2 separate regions of the Mus musculus genome follow, and region 2 is linked to region 1. Evidence: chromatin contacts called from public HiChIP or PLAC-seq data. All regions are on one chromosome and are shown on one strand. The core of a region is the stretch at or near the end of the contact, and the rest is flanking DNA. Distances in the headings are between cores, read along the strand shown. Region 1 overlaps Ttc28 (tetratricopeptide repeat domain 28). Region 2 overlaps Ttc28 (tetratricopeptide repeat domain 28).

Evidence for each region. HiChIP or PLAC-seq counts read pairs in DNA pulled down with a chosen protein or histone mark.
Region 2: a contact with region 1 is called in an H3K27ac HiChIP or PLAC-seq map of embryonic fibroblasts, with 4 times the contacts expected there. The contact joins two enhancer-like sites. A contact is called at or near these places in 3 of 15 datasets of contacts at CTCF or cohesin (the NIH/3T3 cell line, pro-B cells and stem cell-derived epiblast-like cells), 6 of 484 Hi-C or Micro-C datasets (CD4 T cells, bone marrow-derived macrophages, cerebral cortex and 3 more) and 7 of 115 datasets of contacts at active chromatin or transcription factors (T-cell acute lymphoblastic leukemia, differentiating embryonic stem cells, embryonic basal ganglia and 3 more).

The regions. Positions count from the first base shown.
Region 1 is chr5:110,924,731-110,927,430 of GRCm38.p6, reverse strand. The region is part of intron 2 of Ttc28 (tetratricopeptide repeat domain 28); the gene reads right to left. Among named protein-coding and RNA genes, the nearest start is that of Ttc28, 46 kb to the right of the region's middle. Within about 2 kb of position 1,425, at least 14 of the 459 cell types and tissues checked have an H3K27ac peak or open chromatin away from gene starts, as enhancers often do. A contact at or near this core is called in embryonic fibroblasts, where this site is marked.
Region 2 is chr5:111,204,483-111,207,182 of GRCm38.p6, reverse strand. The region is part of intron 6 of Ttc28 (tetratricopeptide repeat domain 28); the gene reads right to left. Among named protein-coding and RNA genes, the nearest start is that of Gm35628, 29 kb to the left of the region's middle. Within about 2 kb of position 1,287, at least 69 of the 459 cell types and tissues checked have an H3K27ac peak or open chromatin away from gene starts, as enhancers often do. A contact at or near this core is called in embryonic fibroblasts, where this site is marked.

The DNA.
Region 1 (2,700 bases), core at 176-2,675:
CAGCAAACAGCAGAGCTCCGCAGCTCAAACCATTCAGGGTTTTAAGGTAAATGTCAAGTAACCTAATGTTTGAGCCGTGCTGGAAGTGGAGCTTTGTCTGAAGTTTCATGCAGTCTTCATACAGCCATCCCACAATGCATGTCTTCATACAGCCATCTCACAATGCACGTCTTCATACAGCCATCCCACAGAAGGCAGGGTGTACGTCTGTCTGATCACTACAGGACATGCCGAATTCAGAAGCAGTCACAATTTGGTCAATTTAAAAATAAGTCAAATATTATAAGACAAAATTGAGGATTTTGTGGGGTGAGGAGACTTGGGTCTCACTATGTCGCTCTGGCAGTCCTGGAACTATGAAGACCAGAATTGCTTCAAACTCAAAGAAATCTTCCTGTATGGGTATCTTGATTGCTGAATTAGAGGTGTGCACCACTACATCCTGCTAAGATCTAATTTTTATACTTTTTGTCTACTGAAGTTTTTCTAACACAAAGCCTCAAATTTGTTAGTCACAGCTGACTTTGAACTTGTGATTATCCTGTCCCTATCTATCTCCAAGTACTGAGATCACACGTGTGTGCTGCCATGCCCAGCTCACATCGTTTAAACTAAAATAGATGCTACCATACTTCCATTTACAAATGAACTTAAGAGAACTGATGCAATCTGGGAAAAGATGATTTTATTCCGCCTTTTTAAAGTACATTATAATAATAACACCATGAATCTCTGAAGCCCGAGAGTGTCTGGCTCATTGTAGCGCTTCCTAAGGATTAAGCACTTCGGGTGCTGGAGAGGGAGCTCAGCTGGCTAAAAACACCTGCTGCAGCTTTAGCACCCACAGGAGGAGGCTCCCAGCCACCTGTGTCTCCCTCCAGTTCCAGCCTGACAATCTAAAATCAATCTCAGGAAGTCACATGGCAGAAGTAGAGAACTGACTGGTGCAAGCTCTCCTCTGACCTTCATACTCTGCTGTGCCCACATAAGTGCTGACCACACACACACATACCACATACACACACCACAAATACACACACATCACACACACAGATGACACACAAACATACACCTCACTCACACAACATACAACACAGAAACACCACACACACATAAAGACACACAAATGCCCACTCACACAACTTAAAACACAGATAGACACACCACACACATATATACACACACACTATACTACACCACACACACACAGCACAAATAAACACACCCCACAGGGGCCCACACACACAATGTTTAGAAAGTTTTTAAAGAATTAAGTATTTCAAAAACAAATTCTATCAAAAAATATAAGATACAGATGACTGAGAAAACAAGAGTGGTTCAAATGTAAAATACGTACCACATACCAGGACATATAATATAATAGCTTCTAAATGTGAGTACGACTCATCACCAGAAGATGGCCAGCGCATGAGTCAGTGCATATGCCAATGTGTGTTTAGACATTCCACAATGTATTCTCTACCAAAACATTATGTCGTTCTTCTGAAGCACAGAACTCTCCTTTATCAACTGAAAGCCCGGTGCTGCAGCTACTTACACCAACACACACCTGCAGCAAGGAAACAACACTCACTGTACCTCACTCCATGTCTTAGGAACCCAGGTTTACAAACAAGCATCACACCATGGCTGCAGTTAAGTGGCGGAACTAGATTTTCCAACCTGCTGTGGGTCTGAGTGCAATACAAGCGAATGTTCACATAGAGGCCAAGGGCAATATGAGATGTCCTTCCTCCTCAGGCACCATCAATCCTGTTTTTAAGGCAGGCTCTTACTGGGAGCAGCTAGGCTGCTGTGAGCGAGTGAGTCTCAGAGATCTACTAGATCTACCTCCCAGCACCTGAATTACAAGCATCTCCACCACATTCAGCTTCTTACATGAGTGTTCATGGTTGCACAGGACTTTAATGACTGCGCTATCTCCTCAATGCATCAAACTATGTCTTTCTGACTCTCAAACCAACAAGGCTTGCTCTAGACCAATCTGATAAAATTGACAGAGACCTAAAGTACAAAGTGCAAACCCTCTAAGGACTTGAGTAGCCACCTAATTCACAATGGATACTTTCTAAGCTGATGCACATCCTGAAACGGCAGATGCTGAAACTGCACACAGTAACAAATGCTGAACATGTATCACTTATACGTGAGTCCTGTTTAAAGCCAACAACTGGCAGCATAAGCATGCTAGTCCCCGACATCGATGAAGGAGCAGAGAAATCCTCCCCGTTGGTGACAACAGTCATCTCAACACTGCAGTGCATTATTCAACTGTTGTGGAGACGATGATTTAAGGTTGCTGGGCTTCCGATCATATAAAAGAAAAGAAAGAAACGCGATGCATGACACGTATGCTGAAAATCTTAATAAACAATTGTTACTGCTTCCCATGTTTTTGTAATTTTGACACCTTACTATACATACACTTTCTATACATAAAAAAAGCTTAATGTAAAGTGTCCACCTCACCCATCTCCCATTCACCACCTATCTTGATCAAAAGTCTTTGTGCAGTGATGAACTACAACATGTAGGCTTGTGTACACTCCAGAAGGTTGCTGTAAGACAGCACCACCTGATGGCGCAATACTCAGAAAATACTATGATCACAAAAAGATGTAAGACTGTAGTAGTTGTACGCACATTTCCTTATGATTAATTTATAAATTAGGTGCATTA
Region 2 (2,700 bases), core at 38-2,537, 280 kb before region 1:
TAGGCATGGCTTTATAGCTCTTTTACTTATTCATATAAACAAACCTATAGATCAGAAATATGCATTTCTTCAGGTCAGATTCCTAAGACTTGATTTTTTTTTTACACTTGGAGAAACAGTTACTGGAATTATTTTTCAATTATGGGTTTATTAGCTTGGCCCAAAAATCTAAGACTGGAATTAATATTTTAAATGCAGAAGAGGAGGGGGAAGAGGAGGAGGTGTCCTATCACTAAATAACATGAAACATTGTTGCTATTAAGTCTCAGGACTGTGGTTCTACAGGTCAGCAAGGAGTAAAGAGCAATGTTGGCATTCGAACCCAAGACTGTAGTGGGTCTGACGCTGCTTGCATCCTGTAGCTAAAAACGGGTTCCTCAGTGTGAGGTTGCCTCCTACGAGCAGATGCCATGTGAACCTTCTCCCCATTTCAACTGGTCAATAAAAGGCCAGCGCCTGTGATTGGGCAGAGCCTCGAGGGAGTAAGACAGGACTGGAGGTTCCAGAGGAGGTTCCAGGTTGGGGAAGGGAAGAGGGCAGACACTGAAGAGGAAGCTGCCACGGACCAGACTCCCACTGCAGGGAGAAACAAAATAACAAGGGACTGAATGACTGGGTAATAAATTAGAATAGCCTTCAATCTACCCAATCTAGACATTTGGCTTATAAATAAAATATCTGGATTGTGTGTCTTTCATAGGGACATAGTAAACCAATAATTCTAACAACCCAAGACCAGCTTTCTGGACCTCACTCATCTCTGTATGAGAGGGTGTCCTCGACCATGCCCCTGCACTAGCCCTATCACGGCTATCATGTGTTGCTCTGTTCAGCCTTGTCATCTTTCAGATCTTGTATTTGTTGAAAAACACCAGGAAGAATGTTGCTTTCTCCACCTTTTCTCTTTATGTATCTCAGATACAGTTGATACAAAGCCAATCAGTGAAGGGGCAGGCAGTGGTGTTTGTGTCTCAGCCCCAAGGCGTCCACTTTGTAATCCTTTCCATGATCCCTGTGCTGGTGCAGCCATGAGTGAACAGGTCACTGGGCGATTTGTCGGTGGTTCTGTTCAGAGAAAAAGCAGCTGTCTGCTAGAACAGGGCTCTGGAGCTGTGCTCCTCCTCAGAGTCTACAGCTGTTGTTTCCTGTCAGCCCCAGCCTCAGGGGGAGTCTAGGAATCTGGTCAGATGATTTTGCCTCATTTTTGCCATAGGAAGGACAATTCAATACCAAGACGAACCTCCCAGTGCCTCAGACATTCAGTTCTGTGGCCACTAAGCCCCTGTGACTCACCAACAAAGCCACATCAACACAGGGAACAGTCTTTTCTGTGCTGTGACTCCTCCTCCTCCTCCTCTTCTTCCTCCTCCTCCTCCACCTCCTCTTCCTCCTCCTCCTCCTCCTCTTCCTCCTCCTCCTCTTCCTCCTCTTCTCCTCTCCTCCTCCTCCTCCTCCTCCTCCTCCTCCTCCTCCTCCTCCTCCTCTTCCTCCTCCTCCTCCTCCTCCACCATTTAAGTGATTTTTGCATTTATAGTAGATTCTGCCTCCAGATCTCTGACATTTGACATTGCTGGGTGATGTCCTAATAAAGAAGGGTCAGCACAGTGCCTTTGGTGCACGGGAGTTTCCCTGAGGCTTCACAGTCACCACTGCACCCTGGACGTTTTTCCCTGGGTGCCTCTTGTGATGACTGCTTTATTCAGGCAGGATGGTGCCCAGTGGGGGCTAATCAGCACAGAGGCTGGGGTTGAAATCACAAACCTAATACAGCTTTTCTGCCTGGCTTGAGGGATAGAGTGCACCTGCTGGAGGAGAGGGCAGGAGGCCTCTCCCCACCCCACCCAAACCCCTATGCACATAAGTGCAGTGCTGTTGACCCACCCATTTTGTGCTTTTATAGTCACCCAAATTCTCTTCCTTTGTCAGAATCCATCCTGGTAACAGCTTGAGCAATGCAGCAGTCATGCTATGAAATGACTTGCAAACCACAGACACAAATATTTGGGCCAAGAATGAGGAATCCACTGCTGTCACATTCCATTATTTCTGGTGGAGCAATTCACTAACATTTTGGAATCTAGATCATAAATTATGCAGAGCCTTAGCAAAAGAGCTGAGAACACAAACTGCTGTAATAAAACTCCCGTTACTGGAGTCGTAAAAAGAGAACAAAGAAAAGGCAAAGAAGAAGATGGGTGTAGGACTTCCATGCCGTGCTCTGTCTACCTCCCTTAACCATCCACAGAACAACCATCACACGGCTACACCGTCATCCGAACCATCACTCTAGAGTCCCCACAACACAATAGGCCTTTTGAAGGATGCCTAAACGCCTCACTGTGCATACACCTGAGCCATCTGCACATGCCTGGTGACTCTCAGGGGGTCACTGGCCTTTGGGTTCATTCTGGAGGGAGGTGTCACAGACAAGTGGCCTCCCGTGGAACAGACAATAGCAGAGTCTCCTGTCTCCCAGTCCACTGAGCTTGGTCTCGCAGCAGAATGTCCCTAAGAATGGCAGGTGTCCAAAGATTATTTGAAGGACTGACGGGAAGTAGAACAGGTAGAGAGCAGATAGACAAATGGACAAACGCTGACTAACAACAGATGGGTCAGTGTGTATGGTCACAAAGGTCGGAGTGGCCATTTCACCGAAATCTCTTATAAATATCAGGAAGCTGTTGAGCCACTTTGATGGCA